Regions from separate parts of the Drosophila melanogaster genome. Here region 2 is linked to region 1. The links are chromatin contacts, called in public HiChIP or PLAC-seq maps. All regions are on one chromosome and are shown on one strand. Each heading gives the region's core, a stretch centred on a gene start, on an enhancer-like site or on the middle of the called end of the contact. The rest is flanking DNA. Distances are from core to core; before and after follow the strand shown. Region 1 holds the start of lncRNA:CR46530 (long non-coding RNA:CR46530). Region 2 holds the start of GILT1 (Gamma-interferon-inducible lysosomal thiol reductase 1).

The links. HiChIP or PLAC-seq counts read pairs in DNA pulled down with a chosen protein or histone mark.
Region 2: an H3K27ac HiChIP or PLAC-seq map of the Kc167 cell line shows a contact between it and region 1, with 7 times the contacts expected there. The contact joins the promoter of GILT1 here to the promoter of lncRNA:CR46530 in region 1. A contact is called at or near these places in 4 of 107 Hi-C or Micro-C datasets (the Clone 8 cell line, the S2 cell line and embryonic neurons) and 1 of 6 datasets of contacts at active chromatin or transcription factors (the Kc167 cell line).

What each region holds. Positions count from the first base shown.
Region 1 is chr3R:13,056,159-13,059,370 of dm6, forward strand. lncRNA:CR46530 (long non-coding RNA:CR46530) reads right to left here and starts at 1,518. Exons shown (of 1, transcript NR_190039.1): 1 at 660-1,518. It overlaps pic (piccolo), which reads left to right. Exons shown (of 7, transcript NM_142000.3): 6 at 1-130; 7 at 193-567. The coding sequence ends at 273. It overlaps sim (single-minded), which reads left to right and starts at 1,597. Exons shown (of 8, transcript NM_169495.4): 1 at 1,597-2,085.
Region 2 is chr3R:13,400,264-13,403,475 of dm6, forward strand. GILT1 (Gamma-interferon-inducible lysosomal thiol reductase 1) reads right to left here and starts at 1,599. Exons shown (of 4, transcript NM_142030.4): 1 at 1,416-1,599. The coding sequence starts at 1,487. Dpm3 (Dolichyl-phosphate mannosyltransferase subunit 3) reads right to left here and starts at 2,788. Exons shown (of 2, transcript NM_001038962.3): 1 at 2,576-2,788; 2 at 2,296-2,507. The coding sequence starts at 2,725. The coding sequence ends at 2,373. It overlaps yellow-e3, which reads right to left. Exons shown (of 3, transcript NM_142031.4): 3 at 3,160-3,212. The coding sequence ends at 3,185.

The sequences.
Region 1 (3,212 bases), core at 268-2,767:
CACGTACTACCGCAATTTCCAAATCAACAGCAAAGTTGAACCCAGCGAGGGATTCATCGATGGAGATCTAATTGAGAGCTTTTTGGACTTGAGTCGCGACAAGATGCGCGATGCCGTTCAGGGATTGGAGGTGAGCTAAATTGCATTTGACCACTAGGAGCTGATAATAACAGTCTTACATTTGCTTTCCAGTTGACACTGAATGGCGAACGAAAGAGTGCGGATGTGGAGGATGTCATAAAGATCGTCGAGGACCTCACGCGCATGCATTGAGGTCCTTCGGTAGTTTGTATATAAGTATTGGAGAAGGAACTGTCTCACCGCGGACTATCTGATTGTACATGAAACTTCGATACCATGTATCCCGCTTAACCACGTAAATATCCACTCAAATCAATCCCCGTGCTAGATGCTGCTACGACTGTCGGATAACAAGACGTTTCTCGAGTTCCTCGTAAAAAAAAATTGACAATGTAGCAAAAAAAAAAACTGTTTTAGGTGCGCCTCATGCGCTCTTTCAAAGTTGCGCCAGTCACGCATTGATTTAATAAAAAAAAAATTAAATGGAAAAAAAGGTTTGAAATTTTAAGGGTTTTCCGGTTTCCAATTGGATATTGTTGCTACTATTCTTACAACGTTTATTTAGCATACTTTTGGGATATTCAATAAATTTTATTTTTTAACATATCAATTGCTTTGTTTTCATAATATCTAAATTTTGTTATATTTGACTTAATTTTCAAAGTTTAACCATTTAAAGCTGTTATTTTTTTCCTTAGAATTATATAAGCTGCTGATTGTGTTAACTTAAATGAGTTCTAAAAATGCAGGTAAGTGCACGGAAGTAATTATATTTTTATTGCTTATACACATGTAAAACTATTCCGATATTTCAATTCATATGTAAATTGAGTTTTAGAAGTTATTATATAGAAACTTTTTGTTAAGGATCCGCTCAGAAAATAAATAGAATACACATCAATTATAATTTGGATCAGTAATATACGTACATTTCGCAAAAGGACACCTATTGACATAGTTATTCATGAAACTGAGTGATGCTGTTTCGAGAACCTGGCCAAATGCCGATCCACCTGGCTAATACCTTTTGGCATGCCGCACGCATGCGCAGCGCAGTTCCTTCGCCACCGGTCGCCGAGCACGTCCACATCATCCAGATCCGGCGGAAAACGTGAGCACATACACACGGACAGGCATACCAAGGGGTGTGGGAAAACTGAGGTGGGTGGGGTGCTCGGGGAGGGGGTGGCGCGGTGGCATTGGCGTTTCATTCATTAATACACGCACACTGGCGCACTGGTAAACGGGAAAGAAGGCTGGAAAGTTGCATGCTTAGCCACCACCAACACCAGCGACTTCCAGTCAAGGGGATTGAAGTGGTGTCCGTGTGTGCTGCCTCTGTGTGCGTATGCGTGCGCACTCGTCGCGCCTCCACATCACTTGCCTGTGTGTTGGTGTTGCCGCTGGGATGTGATGTTGCTGCCGTGCTGCTGCTGCTTATACTGCTGCTGCGGCTGCTGCTGCTGCTGCTTCTGCTGCCCCCAGTTACTGCAGGCTGAGCTCGGTCCATTTGAGTAGTCACTCATTCGCTCGCCGCCCGCTCGCTGGTTCAGCTGCGCGTCCACGCCGTCTGTCCTTATATACATATATGTATATTACCGATATATATAATATCCATACACATATATCCCAGTTTGGATAATTTTCTCGCTGTGCCTACAAGTGTTAAATAATATATATAAATATATAAAAATATCTGTGTGCATTAGAAATAAGTCAAGAATTCTAGCAAGCAAATTGCCCAAGTGCCATAAACGCAATCGCATAATACCCGTTAACGGGCTCATTAGGAAAACCTTTTCCGGCAAAAACACAAAACTCGCTCGGCCGCAACACACATTTAAGTTTATTTATTTTAAAACCATCGACTTAAAGCAAAAATGTGCTAGCAGTTAAGGCGACAATTTAGTTTGATTCTCTCGGTGAACGGAGCTTTCCTATTGGGATTTATCGACGGTGGCCCAACTGCAAGAATACCAGCGGCAAAACGGATAGCTGCCAGAGGTGAGATGACTCATTGCCCTTCGAAGGAACCCTTCTGACACCATTAAACATTAGTAACAATAAAACGCGGCAACTGTGAACAAGTGAAATCCAATGCGAATTGTTGTAGGCGACATTTGGAATAGAAAACACATGTATGTATGCTGGGCAAACAAAGAACTTGGAATCGTTGTCGTCGTCATCGCCATCGAGGGCATGTCACCCAGTCGTCTGTAATATGACGCCCACAACGACGGCAATGCCGTCGGCGGAGGTTACTTCGGGCTACGTTCTGCGTCCTCCCCCGAAATCGGGGACCAAGAATCCGAAATAATTGTTTAGCCACAATAACAATAAAACGAAATAATATAGTGCCGAAAAAAAGAGGAACCCATAAACTGAAACGCCCCACTGCCAAATGCAAATTTGCAGGGCCCAAAACGAAAACAACCGAAAGACTCTCTATAATTATGAAAAGGGAAAAGGGAAAAGCAGCAAATCGAATTGCACTTAAAAGTGTCCCCTCGCAGACTCCAAATCCATGCTGGATTCCAATCCCAGACGCTGTGGTCATCAGCCCCGGGTTTTCTACAGAATCCCCCGCAGTATCCATAAAACGAAAGCGAACGATTCTTGTTTTGTTTTCTTAATGACCGTCTCCGGGAATCGGTGGAGTTAGAGGTCTTTCATTAAGCTGAATTTGTAAACTATATTTGAGATTTAAAAAAAATCCTTTTTTTTTTAGATATTTAGATAATTTGAGTAGTCAATTGGTGTTACCAGGCTCTTGCATAGATATTGTTATAATTTCTTGAAGTTTGCCTAGCTCTCTCAATCAGTGTATTCTTTTAAAAATTAACACAAATTCGCATAACATTATTTTAAAGTCGAACCATGTAGGTTCGATCCGATTTTATAAGACTTTAGGTGCTAGAAAAAAAACTCTTCTTTTTCACTATAACCCTTTCATTTGGAGAAAACATTAAAATATCATTGCCTTGTTACAGTTTTCCCTTTATATTGTCAAGAAAAGGAAAGTTGGGTATACAAACTTCCTTTCAAAACATGTCTAGCCAATGGACAACTCTGTCACAGCGAAATGGCAAGAGCAAACCCAAGTAGGAGTAGCCCAGGGGTCCACATTACTG
Region 2 (3,212 bases), core at 349-2,848, 340 kb after region 1:
TAAATGTATATATGTACAATTTGTTTTGTTATCTTAGGTCTACTCCCCCAATTTAAATGAATTCAGAAATTGCGACACATTTTCGTACGTAATAAACAGATAAAAATTGCTGACTATAGCCTTTCTTTCAAGTATTCATCAAACGCCAAATTAGTTATTATTTAAGAATTGCGTACAGTCAACATAAAATCCGTATTTACAATAAAATAGCTTACAAATATTCCGAACAAATGACTATTTTCAAGCTTACGTGCTTCTAATACATATGTTTATTTATTAGTGGCTGTGCAATCAAATGGCATTCATTTAATGTAATTTCAGTTGATTATTTTAGCCCAAATTGAAGCTTTATTTAGATGGAAAATTTAAGTAAACTTTGTAAAGCTCGTGATCGAAGCGCAAATGTTTGAACAATGCCAGCCGAAAAGCAGGGGCAATAAAAAATAAAGAAAATAATCACAAATATGTGCAAACGGCTATGAATACAAATGCAAATTGCTTTTTGTTGGAGTTGAAGTTATATAAAAGCTAATGACACATCGCCGAAAGAACCCGCCATTCTTCTCGATCTAAACAACAACAGCAGCAGACTCAGCTAAGTATATATGTATGTATATACAATTCGATTGTACCGCACATATGTGCACACAAAAAAATTATACCTAACTTTGGAACGTTCTGAAAATGCATTGCATAAATTAACGGGGTTGTGATAGTGCAAAAATATAGCTGAATAATTGTAGAAATCTAGGTGAGCATATATGAGTGATCATTTTTAATACACCAACATAAAATGATGAAAAAATACCAATAAAATCAGGAAGGTATCGTATATCAGAAGAATTGTTAGATAAAATGGAATATGACTAATGATCTTCTGCTTGAAATTGCTGATACTTCTTGGAAACATTGTGCTCAGTGTAGAATGAAGTTGCAGTTGGGGCTGTGCCGGCAAGCTCCGGTTCTTCTATGAGAAATCGAAACTGGTCTCCGAACCGGTTCTTCGCCCAAATGAAAATAACAACAGAGCAACAGGGCGCTCTCCAAGCTCACATACACATACATACACGCATACACATGCATTTATATTGTCAATTATGCTCTACGCTTTTCCACGGTGGCGGCATTTTCCGATCCGACGACTACGACGTGTGGCACAGTTCGTTAAACTCTCGAAATGCCACTTGTTGCTGCCACGAAAAGGGTGCAGCTCTTTTATGGATTTTTTTATTTTGCATTTTTGTATTCCTATACCCCCACTATTTAGTTATTCGACTTAATCACGTCTTCACCTAAATGGTAAAAGCAATTCGGAGTGCCCCTGACACGCTTGGCTGTTGTGTAATGGCTTAGTTGGCCCCGTTGGCTGATTTTTCGCTAGTTTGGCGAAGGGTTTTTCCGAGCCGGAAACTCACCTTAGCGGCACTATAAGCCGTGGCAATCAGGCAGCTCATCAAGAGGCACACAGCGGCGATTTTGTGACTCATCTTCAGGCTTCTCGTTCTTCAGAATTTCTTATAAATGCAGTTATATAGCCAGCACGTAACGAACGGCGGTCGTGTTGTTAGCGGTTCGGTGGCTGAGCGCGAACTGTTGATTGTTGTAGAGAGCTTGACGCTTAAACCGCCGTTCCAGTTCCAGTCGGCCATTAGAAAGCCGATTTCCAGACTGCCCAACCATGAGTAAATAAATGTACTATCTTTTTTATCATCAACTATGTATTATCTTCTTGAAATTTATTTCTATTTTCAAACTATTGTCCGCCATTAAAAAAAAAATTACACAAATTAACTTCAAATGGCTATTAATCGGTTTATATTGGATCTTTTGAGTATCACAACATTCAGCTTCGCAATTATAACTCCTTCCAGTATTTTGCAGAAGAGAAAATTAAAGTTTTGAAACAGTATATTTTTTTCTCTTTCGCATTGTAATTAAGAGAATTTTAAAAAAATTGATTTATTGGAAATAGATAGCCAAAGCATGGATTTGCAATATATGGTTCGCACTTACGAGTTTTCCATATACCATGTTCATTAAGTAAAAATATGTTTTCCGTAAAGAATATTATTAATCTCTTTAAACGTATTTTACCTCATATACTTTTTTAGTTTTCTTATATTTTTTATTTTGAGTAATTCACAGGGGAGCTAAGCCAATTAAACATAAACATATTCCATACTTTTTCAAGCATATCCTTTCAAAACCTCAACATAATTTGGCCACCAAACTTCCGACACCTGGGGAAATCAGCCCCCAACAACGCGTCCGCCCACACAAAATGCGGTCTAGAGTAAATTTGCGTAATTTTTGTTTTTATAAATAATGGAATTACAGATTAACATGCACAAGTCCTACGAGCTGGAAGTCTCCTAATCTCGAAACCGAAATCCCTTGGCTATCAAATCCTTGCGAGCCTCCTGAATTTCATCCTGCAGCTCCTTGGCGGCCTCGGGACAATCGTTAAAAGTCAGAGTTCTATATAGAACAGTCCAAACGGAATATATCTGTGGGTAATATATAGTAGTAGTCAATAAGAGGTGTTATCTGCATTGATTCATATCCAAAAACTCACTCCAAAAATCACGAGGAGCAAAAGTGGTAAAAGCTGAATGTGCAGGAAATACTTGGTAGTTAGTGGCGTTTGCACTGTTCCCAAAACAACGGAGAGATAGGGAATCGCAAAGAGCGATGCGTAAAATAGCCAGCGTTGTAGATTTGTCATAGCTAACGAAATTTATTGGTAAACAAAACTAAACCGAAAATAAAGTTCTACACGTAAACATAGAGCTGGAACTTAAGCCGATGGTCACCCGGTAATTCGATATCGATATTTACCGGCTACTATCGATAGGAGGTTTACCTATTCAAATCTAGTTAGAGGTTTTCCTATTCATGTCTAGTTGGAGATTTTCTAATTAGTAATTCGTAGCCTGACGGCTTCCAGTTAGACATTGTTTACTTTTCTAATTGGCTAACTTAAGTGTGACCAAGCCCTAAGCACGTGCCATAGCACAAAGCTATCCACAGTCAGCAAATCAAATGCCATACTACTCAGCTAAACACAGTCAGCAATTTATCGATAGATCAAAGTTGCGCCATAACAGCCAGCCTTCTACAGCCAGCAATTTAAATCAGAGTAATCGATTGACGCAGTTTCAAACTTGTTAAAACTAAGTTTTAATTAAACGTTGGTGGGCGTGGTTTCTGCG